4 separate regions of the Mus musculus genome follow, and regions 1, 2 and 4 are each linked to region 3. The links are chromatin contacts, called in public Hi-C and Micro-C maps. All regions are on one chromosome and are shown on one strand. Each heading gives the region's core, a stretch centred on a gene start, on an enhancer-like site or on the middle of the called end of the contact. The rest is flanking DNA. Distances are from core to core; before and after follow the strand shown. Region 1 holds the start of Bod1l (biorientation of chromosomes in cell division 1-like). Region 2 holds the start of Nkx3-2 (NK3 homeobox 2). Region 3 holds the start of Wdr1 (WD repeat domain 1). Region 4 holds the start of Cpeb2 (cytoplasmic polyadenylation element binding protein 2).

Region 1 (2,700 bases), core at 111-2,610, 3.3 Mb before region 3:
AATTTTTTGTTTTGATTTGTTTTTGAGACAGAATTTCTCTGGCTGTCCTGGAACTCTGTAGACCTGTAGACTGGAGGGGCCTTGAACTCAAGAGATTTGCATGCCTCTGCTTCTGGATTAAAAGCACCACCACTCAGCTTTAAGAACAGATTTTAAAGACAACGCCGTCCCAGGTCAGGCGATTTCCCCCCCGCTGTGCAACTCTGTATGATTTACGTGGTTTCCTGATGTGCAAATTGGAATTAGTAGAATGTCTGAGTGTAACTACTGCTACAATGAAACACCAGGGCCAAAAGCAACTGGGGTGCGGGGTGCGGGCAATTTGGTTTATACTTTCATTATCACTGTTCATTCTCATCAGAGGAAGTCAGGACAGGAACTCAAACAGGGCAGGAACCTGGAGGCAGAAGCCAAGGCAAGGGTCCTGGAGTACTCGAGTAGCTTGCTCCCTCTGGCTTACTCTGCATACTTTCTTACAGAACTCAAGACCACCAGCCTAGGGGTAGCCCCCTCCAATGGACTGGACCCTCCTACATCAATTAATTAGTTAATCCTACATTAATTAAGAAAACATCCCACAGGCTTGCCTAGAGCCAGATCTTAGGGAGGCATTCTTCTTAACTAGGGTGCTCTCCTCATAGATGACTCTAGCTTGTGTCAAGGTGACATAAAACTAGCCCGATCATACAAGGACTCAGTCTTAGGTGTCACCCAAGGACTAAACGCCTTAACGCGTGTACGGGTCATGCCTGAGACACAACTCTATACAGATTTCACTCGCTAGTACCGTCATGTGCAGCAAAACCCTCGTAGCTTACTTAAGAGACAGTAATGGGAGGTTGTAGGTTGGAGCAAGTGAGATAGACACACCAGAAGAATGGGATGGGTGGGTGGAAAAAGAAAGAAAGAAAGAAAGAAAGAAAGAAAGAAAGAAAGAAAGAAAGAAAGAAAGAAAGAAAGAAAGAAAGAAAGAAAGAAAGAAAGAAAGAAAGAAAGAAAGAAAGAAAGAAAGAAAGAAAGAAAGAAAGAAAGAAAGAAAGAAAGAAAGAAAGAAAGAAAGAAAGAAAGTCCACGGCTGCTTCGCACTGCGGCGGGCTTGGGGCAGCCGCAACAGTGAAACTAAACCAACGCTTCACTCCTGCCTCCTCTGAGCTGAAGCTACAGGTGGAGAGCCAGCGGGCGCACGCTCCTACCCGGCTCTCTGTTTCGCTCCCCGGCGGCAGCCGCCACCACAACTTGTTCCCGCCCGTCTCAGCCTCGTGAGGGCGCCCGCGCCTCGAGGCGGCTGGAATTGGCCCGCCGCGGCCCCGGTAGCCAGACTTGAGTTGCTGCTGTCACCGCCTTTTCCTCCTTTCCCTCAGTTCCTTTTCACTTCCGGGGTTGCTCTAGATCCGCTGGTTCCGTAACAACATCCCGTTGGCTTCCCTCAGGCGGCGGGACCTGTGTAGCCGCCTTCCTCGGAGCGCCTGCCCGCCTGGGCTCGCGGGCTCCCCGGTCCGGGACGCCATGGCCACCAACCCGCAGCCGCAGCCACCGCCGCCCGCGCCTCCGCCGCCGCCACCGCAACCACAGCCGCCGCCTCCGCCGCCTGGCCCTGGGGCTGGCCCGGGAGCGAGCGGGCCGGGAAGCGCGGGGGCTGGTGCTGGGGACCCGCAGCTCGTTGCCATGATCGTAAACCACCTCAAGAGCCAGGGGCTCTTCGACCAGTTCCGCAGGGACTGCCTGGCCGATGTGGACACCAAGGTGCGGGGCTAGAGCGGCGGGCGGCGCGGGGAGTGGGGTCCCGTGTGCTCCGAGGGGCGACTTCCCCGAGCCGGACCCTCGGGACTGTCTTGCATACAGGGCTCCTTTTGCAGCTGCTTCGTTTGTTGATTTGTTTGTTTGCTTGTTTGTTTGTTTGTTAGACTTGCGGCGGTGTGCCATGCACTCTGCAAGTCTTGGAATGTTCATTCATTCCCCTGCCCTTGTGTTCCTTTCTCCGGCTAGAAACACTAGCCTGGAATGCCTATTATGTGCCAGGCAATGCTTGGCCTTAGCTAGTATACCACTGTGGTAAGCAAGACCCAAGTCGTTCCTAGGGAGACTGGTTTAGAAGCACTAAGGCAAACGGGACTCGGTTTAGAGTTCATTCTTTTGTTTTTCGAGACAAGGTTTCTCTGTGTAGCCCTGGCTGTCCTGGAACTCTGTAGACCAGGCTGGCCTTGAATTCAAATCCGCCTGCCTCTGCCTCCCAAGTGCTGGGATTAAAGGCGTGTGCCACCACTACCTACTTACTTTTTTCACCTAAATTGGTTTTTTTTTTCTACCAAAAGTTTCTTCGGCTTGTAAATGCAACAAATGTAGCGTTTGCAGATATCGTAAAACGGTAAGGCAACGATTTACAATGTATTTTGCTGGATGTTGAGGGGCGGGTGAACTTGCAAAGGTAGAGAGGCAAAGTTGGGCAGAGAAAAAAAGTGGGTTGGGAGATGGGACTGTCGTTTGATCTTTTGCAATGGCTGCCTGGCTTAGTAGTTTACTAAGATGAGAAGAGGCAGACAGACAGACAGACAGACAGAGAGAAAGAGAGGTATAGCGCATGGAGCCAGCCATTCCGTTGGAAATCTGTGGAGAGGAAATGACAGCAACTTGAAGTGAAAGAAGGAAAGGGGAGGGGGTGTGTGTTAGGTTATATGTTAGGAGACAGAGGACAGAGAGGCA
Region 2 (2,700 bases), core at 22-2,521, 3.2 Mb before region 3:
CAACATATGTTTTGACATAACCACAATGTTTATATTTTGTATTTACTTCCTTCTAGTGAGTAAAATAACTTGGTTCTTATTTTTAAGGGCATTAAATCTCAGTTCTGGATCTCACTATTGTGTAACTCCCAGCTAGTCTCTTTCAAACTTATCTACTCCTTCTCAACTCACAAGAAACAGAATATTTAAAGAACAAATTAAAAGCATTTTTATGTTTTCTTCTTGATGTAAAACAAATTGAACAAATCCAATTAAATTCAGAGTTGATTGCCCAAGGAGACGAATACCCAGCTCCAAAAATTCTCTACCCAAATGCTTTCCAATTCCTCGCCCCACTTGGTGCTTAACTAATATTTTTCAACCTAGCTTTTTAAGTCGTCTACAGAAATCCAATCCAATCAAACGTAAAATGATAGGAGTACTTAGTAGAGTGATTTTAATTATCAGATTACTTCAGTAAAGAGCATTAGCAGAGAAACAGCTGAGAAACTTTAAGAGTGGAAGGAAAAAAAAAGATGAATTTTGTTCTTCGACTCTGGGCTCCTTCCTAGAGAACAGAAACTATACGTCACATCTGGAGATGCTTTCTGTTGAGTTTTCGCCGAAATTTTGAGCTGGGGTTCATACTGGTGTTCCAGAAAAGCGCTAGAGTCGATGGTTATCGGAACTGAAATCAGAAACAAAGTTTCGGGATGATGGTTCTCCTCGATGCTGAAGGATGCTACTGAGAACCAGGTTTAGGAGGGAAGGGGTTAAATCAGACCCTGTCTTTTGCTACTCAACTGGTGGACTAGAGTCTCTTAAAGTCAACGGCCTCCAGTTGGAACCAGCCAATCCACTGCCGGGAGAGCCCAGGACAGCTAGTGAAGGGGCGTGGCCCGATGCTGTCACTCAGCGGTGAGGAATGACACTCTGATGGGAGGGGGGGGGGGGTACAGTGGAACGCAGAAGCAAAGAGAAGAAACAGATAAAACCCCGGCAGAGGGTAAAAGGTGTCCCCGCTCTTCTCCGATTTTAGGGGCCTCAGCTGTCACTGCGGGCGCCAGAGGAGTAGGCTCCGGAAAAGCCAGCCCAGAGGGGAAGAGGGAGGACCCGCCAGGAGCGAAGCCCTACAGGCCGGGAAGACAGAGGCGCACAGAAAAAGTGACTTTGGGCGGTGCGCCTCGGCGGCGCTCCGGAGGCGACTGCAGACGCGGAGAGGACCCTTGACAATTCTCGCCGGCCTCTCCCCAGAGGACAGACCCGGGCCGGTCCCCAGAGGGCCACGGGCGAAGAGATAATCGGCCGGGCTGTAGGAGAAGAGCATCTGGCGCTGGATTCCAGGGGAGGGGGTCCTGGCGAGGTGGGCCTGTGAGGTGGGGTGAGGGTCGGCGCGGATCCTGGAACTGAGGGGGGCGGGGGCTGCTGTGCTGCGCAGGAGTGGGTTGCGGGGGCCTGGCGCGCCCCTCTCACTCGCGCTGAGGTCGCCCAGAGCTCCGTGTCAGGCTCGAAGCTGTCCCCGCGCCCCAGTTGCCCTCCTGGCTGCCGGCTCCGATCTGCGGCGCAGATGGCTGTGCGCGGCAGCGGCACCTTGACGCCCTTCTCCATCCAGGCGATCCTCAACAAGAAAGAGGAGCGCGGCGGGTTGGCTACGCCGGAGGGGCGCCCGGCACCAGGGGGCACAGAGGTGGCGGTGACCGCGGCGCCCGCCGTCTGCTGCTGGCGGATCTTCGGGGAGACCGAGGCCGGTGCGCTGGGGGGCGCCGAGGACTCTCTTCTGGCATCTCCCGCCCGAACCAGAACAGCCGTGGGGCAGAGCGCAGAGAGTCCGGGAGGTTGGGACTCAGACTCAGCCCTGAGCGAAGAGAACGAGGGCAGGAGGCGCTGCGCCGATGTCCCGGGAGCCAGTGGAACCGGCCGCGCCAGGGTGACCCTGGGCCTGGACCAGCCAGGCTGCGAGCTGCACGCCGCCAAGGACCTGGAGGAGGAAGCCCCGGTCCGCAGCGACAGCGAGATGTCAGCCAGCGTTTCAGGTCTGCTGCTGCGGGGGGTTCTCCAGGAAGGGGGCTGGGCTGAAGGGGGTGGGTTAAGAGGTCAAGCACTCTGAGGCGGGGTGGGCCTACTGTGGGAACACGACGCCCTGCCGGGCTTAGTGCTAGCGAAGTCTCCAAGTTCTTCGCGTTGGCGCGCGCTGCCCCAAACCTGAAGCAAGTGAGCTTCTTAGAGCCGGGTGTCCTGGTACTATGTGGCCTGCGCTCTGCACCAAGAACTTTGAGTTCATCTGCAGTGCCTCAGCTGTGCCCATTTAAAATCTCTAGATTTAGGAAAGGGGGACCAAAAATCTATGAGGTAGATCCCTGACACAGCCATGCCAACGACTGCAGATCCTGTCACAGCGTAGGAGTGGGGAGCCTTGGGAAAGGGCGCGTTTAACTTCCCTTACCCCAGGACTGGCAAAACAGCCTTTGGCTGAGTACCTAGGGAGCTAGAAACAAAAGTAGCAGTTACCTGAAGGCGGGAGATGGTGGGGAAGTGTGGTTGAGGTGGTCTGGGAGGCGCTGGATCGTCAAGACTCTGTATCCACTCACGGGTATATTTCTTAGTCTGAAAGGCCGGCTGCTGGCTTCTATTGGGTACAGTCTGCTGTAGGCCTCGCATAGGCTTCGAGCCGGCCAGAGCGCTGACTTCTTTTGCAGGCGGTGCTGCAGGAAGCACAGAAAA
Region 3 (2,700 bases), core at 80-2,579:
TTCCTCTTCTGTCCCTTTTCTTCCGGATCCCCGCCCCCCCCCCCCAAACCAACTCCAAATGTTCATGGCTGGCCTCTACTCTGTCTTTCTGTCTCTACTATCCCCTCAACTCTCCTCCCCATGTCCTAAATAAGCTATTTCCATATTATACTGTTCTGTGGCTGGTACCTCAGGGGGAGGGGATGCCTCAGTTCAGGATGGGCCCTCAGAGGCACCCCTTTCCCCCACAACATACTGCACCTCCACCAAACATATCCCTGGCTTCTTTTTCTTTTCTTTTCTTTTTTTATATAAAACATAACAGGTGGGATCCCTAGACAAGCAATCCTGGCAAACAAAAGGTCACAGAGGGCAGGGGGTAACATTCATAGAACCTTAAAAATACTAGTCTATCAGCACAAGAGACTAGGTACTAAGGAAAACAGACTTTTCAAAAAATACTGAGGTTCCCACACAGGACCTACCGAGTACACTTAAACTCTTCTCTACGAAACCTGGGCACTCCTATAGGCTATAAATTCATTTAACTGCTAACTAGATGGCAGTTAAGATTAAGATAAGCTAGAGGAGAATCAGGTGGGTGTCCAGGTGAACCAGGAGAGTGGGGTGGGACTGGTCCGCAGGGTAATTAACAAACCTGGCTCCAAAGCAGAAATGGACTTTTTCATTTGCTGCAAATTCCTAAGAGCTCTCCTTTGAAAGCCCACTTTCCGGGTTTCCAACTAGGGCTTCAGAACTTTTCAATCAAGTAACCAGAGGACTTCATCTTGCCCTAATCAAAACCTGCGAGACTCAGAAAATTCCAGGTTTTGCTTTCTTTCCCTCTCCATGAAAAGAATTCCACCCTCACGCCCTCCCCAGAGCGTGTTAGGAAACAACCCCTGCCATCCTTAAGAATTACAGTTCTTTATTCTTGGCTTCTTTGCTACTAGGAAGTTTCATGCAGGAGGGAGAGGGAGTGAGACGGGGAAGTTCCTAAACATACCCAGTGAAAGGCAAACAAACAAAACCCCATACGCCCAGTGGCTTCAAGTCTTTTGCAAGCCGGGGCGCCAAGCTGGCGTTGGAAAGCTCGAGAAAGATCTGCTCCACAAGAAGGCTCCCGGTGCAAAGGCAGACAGCCCAAGAAAAAAAACCCTCCCGCCCCGCACCTACAACCCTCCGCGCCGCCTTTTCACGGGTCGCGTCACGTCACTTCCGGGGCGGGCCCGCAAGCGGGGCGGGGCGGTGTCCGCGCAGGCTCGTGGGGCTGCAGCCTCCGAGCCGAGCGCTTGACTATATATGGTCAAAGCTGGGGGCGAGCCGCGCCGGGGCCGCGCTTCCGGGTTGGGTTGTCCGCAGCGGTAGCGCGCGGGGCAGGCGCGTACGGGTCTCGGAGCCGGGTCTCGGACCGCCCCCTCCGCGCCCGGCACGCCCGGCGCCGCCTTCCGCGCTGTCCCTGGGCTCGGCCACTGCGAGGTTCCACTCGAGCGCAGCGCCGTAACAAGTGGGCGAGGATGCCGTACGAGATCAGTGAGTGCGTGGGCCTCCGCGCGCGGCCGCCGGCTTCTGGGGTCGGGTGCAGGCGGGAGGGCGCGGCCGGGGTCTTGCACGGCCGCGGGGGTGCGGGCCGGGGACCCCGGAGTGGGCGTTGTGGACTGGGCCGGCCGAGCTGCGGGAGGGACCCCGGGGCCTGACCGCCGCCGCCCGGGAAGTCCGCCGGTCGTGCCCGCAGGCGGCAACAGGTGACCGGCTCGGGACCCCCAGCGCTGACTGACTGCAACTCCCTGGGTCCCGCGAGGCCGGGATTGCCCCTCATGCACCGTGCCGGGTTTGTATCTCCCCAGAGAAGGTGTTCGCCAGCCTCCCCCAGGTGGAGCGGGGCGTCTCTAAGATCCTCGGTGGAGACCCCAAGGGCGATCATTTCCTCTACACCAATGGCAAGTGCGTCATCCTAAGAAACATCGATGTGAGTACTCTTGTGCCCGGCGGGGCCTGCTTCCGTCCCTACCCTGCGAGCTACCTTCAGAGTCGGGAAATTCTTGCCCTTCCGCCCCCTCACCTCCCAGTCAGTTGGCCTGGGGAGAGGGGAGCCACGCCCCTTCTGCCCAGGAGCCACACCTTGGAGGCTCAGTGGACTGGACTGGACTGGTGGTGGTGTCATCCACCTCTACCCCCACAGCCCCGTAGACTGGCAAACTAAGACTTGGGTCTCTTCAGTCCTTAGAGCCAAGGGCTTTGAGTCTGCTGCTGCTTGATCATGGGGTGGCTGTTGATTGGCCCTTCCTGAGCCCAGTTTCCGCATTGGGGAAATGGAGATAGGGAAATGATCCTCCACTTCCCCTGGCTGCCTTGGCTGGCTGAATGAGCTGGTCAGCTGTCCTAATGCTGTCTGTACCTGGCATAAATGGAGCACTTGGTAAATGGCCCTTGTGCTTAATCATCCTAATACCCTGGGCTTCCTGGTATGCTAGAGCCCAGGCCTACACACCCTGTCCTCTGAATGCCAACTGTTACAGACTTGAGTCTCTGAGAGGAAACAGGAACTAGTGAATTCCTCTGGATGGTTCTCTGAAAATGACCTGCTGTCCCCAGAGCAGCAGCTTTTTGGGAGGCCCTTGCAAATTCATGTTTTTTTCCTCTGGTTGTTGAAATGAGTCAGTCTGCTGGGCCTCCTCTCCATTTCCAGGATGTGGCTCAAATCTTGTCTCTCCCGTGCTC
Region 4 (2,700 bases), core at 181-2,680, 4.7 Mb before region 3:
GGCTGTGGTTGCGGCGGCTGCTGGGGCGGCTGCGGCTGCTGGGGTGGCTGCTGCTGGGTCGCCGGCGGAGGCTGGGGCGGCGGCGGCGACGCGGTCTGCACCGACCAGGGGGTGCCGAAGCCGGGCAGCGGTGGGGGAGACGCGGAGCCGCCTCCCCCTCCGGGGGGTCCCCCGCCCCCGCCGCCGCCGGGGTGCGGCAGGTCCGGGCTCTGCAGGCTGCTGAAGGCGCTGGTGCCGAGCGCCGCGCCGGGCAGGAGGGTGCTGGGGCTGTTGAGCAGAGGGTGGTTGGGCGACTCCATGGAGCCCGGCGCGGGGTTCACCGGCGGCGTCGAGGGGGGCAAGCCCGCATTGGGGGGCTCGGCGGCGCTGCCCTCGCCCGCGGCCGGGGTCTGGCGAGGGCTTCCCGCGCCTCCGTGGCGGCGCCGCGGAGCTGCGGGCGGCGAGGGCGGGAGCTGCGGGAGCTGGGGCAGGTCGACCGGGCGCTGCCGCTGGGCGAAGTCCTGCGGCGGGAGGTGCTGCGTGTGCGGGAGGCTGAACGGCTGAGAGCGCTGGGCGAGCGGCGCCGACTGCAGGAGCGGCCCGGGCGGTGGTGGCGGCGTTGGCGGTGTTGGGCTGAAGCGGCCGGGGCAGTGGAGCGGCGGCGGCGGCGGCGGCGGCTTCGCGTCCGGAGGGTGGGGACGGTGTGGCGGGCTCAACTCTTTCCTCTTCTGGCTGCTCAGCTGCTGCTGCTGCCGCTTACTGAAGTCCTGCGGGGAGGAGGTGCGGCAGCAGCAGCAGGAGGAGGCGGAGGAGGAGGAGGGGTGGTGCAGACTCGGTTTGAAGTCCTGGGAGGGGAGGAGGTGGGTCACACCCGCGTTCGTGCCGCCGCCGGGGTGGTGGCTGGGGAGCTGCTCTGCGGCCGCCGCCCCCGAGAGCGGCCTCGTCGGCTGCTGTGTCAGCCCGAGCAGTAGCTCATCCTGCACGGCCTGGGGATGCGCCACGAGCGGGGAGGAAGAGGAAGCTGCGGCTGAGCTGGCCGCGCCGCCGCCCGAGGGGATGGCGAAGGGGGAGGCGGCCTCGGAGAAGCCGGTGACAGGCAACGGCGGCGGCGACAGCGGGCCGAAGGGCGTGGCGGGCGGCCCGGCGGCGAAGGGCCGGTAGGCGCTGCCGCCGGGCGAGGATCGTGGGCTGCCGCTGCGCAGCAGGGCAGTGTGCAGCACCCCGAACCCGAAGTCCCGCATTTATCAGGCCGGCGGCCGCGGCAGGAGACGCACCCCGTCCCCTGCCCCGCCTAGAAAGCCCCGGGAGCCGTGGCGGCGCGGCCGTGGTGGAAGGATGGGGTCAATGGGAAAGGGACACTGTGACTGAGCCGGGGCACCGACTTGGGGCCCCGCCGCCCCTCACGGAGGCCACCGCCGCCTCCCGGAACCGGCTCCGGCACCACCGCCGCTGCCTCGGCCGCCGCCGCCCTCGCCGCTTAAGAACCCCGGAACGTGCGTCAGCAGCCACCTCACAATCGCGCCGCCCCTTGTCGCGCGCCCTGGCACGCGCGAGCGCGCCGCCGCCGCCGCCGCCGGCCTCGCCCCGCCCCGCCCCTCATTAGCGTGCGTTGTGGACCCTGCGAGGCAGCGGGCGCGCGCGGCGCGTCCCTCAGTCCAGGACCTTGAATGGAGCCCAAGGGGGTGAAAAAAAAGCCGGTGGAAGTTGGGGAGACGGCTAATGGGTCTCGAGCACCGTGCGCGTGCGCACGGAGGCGAGCACGCGCGGGCGTTGCGGACGGTTCCTGGGCAACCGCCCCTCCTGTCCCCTGTCGCACGCGCCCCCTCCTCAGGCCCCGCCCTGTCCCAGCCCCTGGGGTCACGTGAAGTGCCGCTGTCCCAGACCTGCTAGCAGGACTAGGGCGCTAAGCTTGCAGGACTCTAGAAGGTCCCATGCTCTGTGGTCGGGTGCGAGCCGCGCGTGCTGTCACCCACCCTTGCCACCGCTGGAAGGCATTTTTTTTTGTTTGTTTTTTAAGAGTAAAACGCGAAACACCGGCGCCTTTTGCAGCAAACATTTCCACTTCAGCAAGGGGAACAAAGTCTGGGAGCCGACAGGGCTCTGCGTGGTTACTCGCGCAGGAGAGCTCTGAGTAGGTTCTGAGACCAGCTCCTCCTGGCCCCGCTGCTGCAAGCCCTGGGTGCGCTGTCACCACAACCCAGGGGTGCCGGACTCCTCCTCTACAAGTTCTTTCTGGCTTCCTTCCCCCGGGAGACTCTCATCGGAACATTTCCGAAGCTTTATTAATTTTCAAGGGAGAAAGATTTCTCACATCAGGGGGGAAAGGAGATTGTGACTCAGCAGCGGACTTGTTGAGGCTTGTAAAGTGGAAGGGGAAAGGCTTTCCATGTAGACAGAGGAGCGCTGGATGGGGACTTAATCCAGTGTAATTCCTCCCCACAGGAACATTTTACACAGAGAAAACCACACTTGACTGTTTAGTCCAATGATAACTGATCCACACGACATAATAAAGAATTGTATGTTCTTAGTTTTTATTTTTAAGTTTTCCTGGTGCTTAGAAAACTGAAATTACTGAATGGATTCCAGAAATACCTACTGAAATCTCAACAGTTTGCAGAAAGTTGATTCAGACTGGACTAATGATGTTGTAACTTACTAGTCTCTTAAGGAAGTTAGGTAGATGTCTTTCTGAAGCCCCTGTCAGTTGAATTTGGTTCC

The links. Hi-C and Micro-C count contacts between places; a contact is called where the count stands out from the background.
Region 1: a Micro-C map of the G1E-ER4 cell line shows a contact between it and region 3, with 11 times the contacts expected there. The contact joins the promoter of Bod1l here to the promoter of Wdr1 in region 3. A contact is called at or near these places in 1 of 39 promoter capture datasets (liver) and 5 of 484 Hi-C or Micro-C datasets (CD4 T cells, CD8 T cells, the G1E-ER4 cell line and 2 more).
Region 2: a Micro-C map of embryonic stem cells shows a contact between it and region 3, with 3 times the contacts expected there. The contact joins the promoter of Nkx3-2 here to the promoter of Wdr1 in region 3. A contact is called at or near these places in 2 of 39 promoter capture datasets (cranial neural crest and second pharyngeal arch cranial neural crest) and 1 of 484 Hi-C or Micro-C datasets (embryonic stem cells).
Region 4: a contact with region 3 is called in a Hi-C map of CD8 T cells, with 6 times the contacts expected there. The contact joins the promoter of Cpeb2 here to the promoter of Wdr1 in region 3. A contact is called at or near these places in 4 of 484 Hi-C or Micro-C datasets (CD4 T cells, CD8 T cells, embryonic stem cells and 1 more).

The regions. Positions count from the first base shown.
Region 1 is chr5:41,842,975-41,845,674 of GRCm38.p6, reverse strand. Bod1l (biorientation of chromosomes in cell division 1-like) reads left to right here and starts at 1,360. Exons shown (of 26, transcript NM_001310601.1): 1 at 1,360-1,743. The coding sequence starts at 1,507.
Region 2 is chr5:41,762,791-41,765,490 of GRCm38.p6, reverse strand. It overlaps Nkx3-2 (NK3 homeobox 2), which reads left to right and starts at 1,271. Exons shown (of 2, transcript NM_007524.3): 1 at 1,271-2,012. The coding sequence starts at 1,547. Gm46910 (a long non-coding RNA gene) reads right to left here. Exons shown (of 2, transcript XR_001784850.2): 1 at 2,488-2,700; 2 at 406-667.
Region 3 is chr5:38,560,328-38,563,027 of GRCm38.p6, reverse strand. Wdr1 (WD repeat domain 1) reads left to right here and starts at 1,329. Exons shown (of 15, transcript NM_011715.3): 1 at 1,329-1,512; 2 at 1,827-1,948. The coding sequence starts at 1,497.
Region 4 is chr5:43,231,983-43,234,682 of GRCm38.p6, reverse strand. Cpeb2 (cytoplasmic polyadenylation element binding protein 2) reads right to left here and starts at 1,430. Exons shown (of 12, transcript NM_001368806.1): 1 at 1-1,430. The coding sequence starts at 1,220. All of the region lies in intron 1 of Gm7854 (predicted gene 7854), which reads left to right.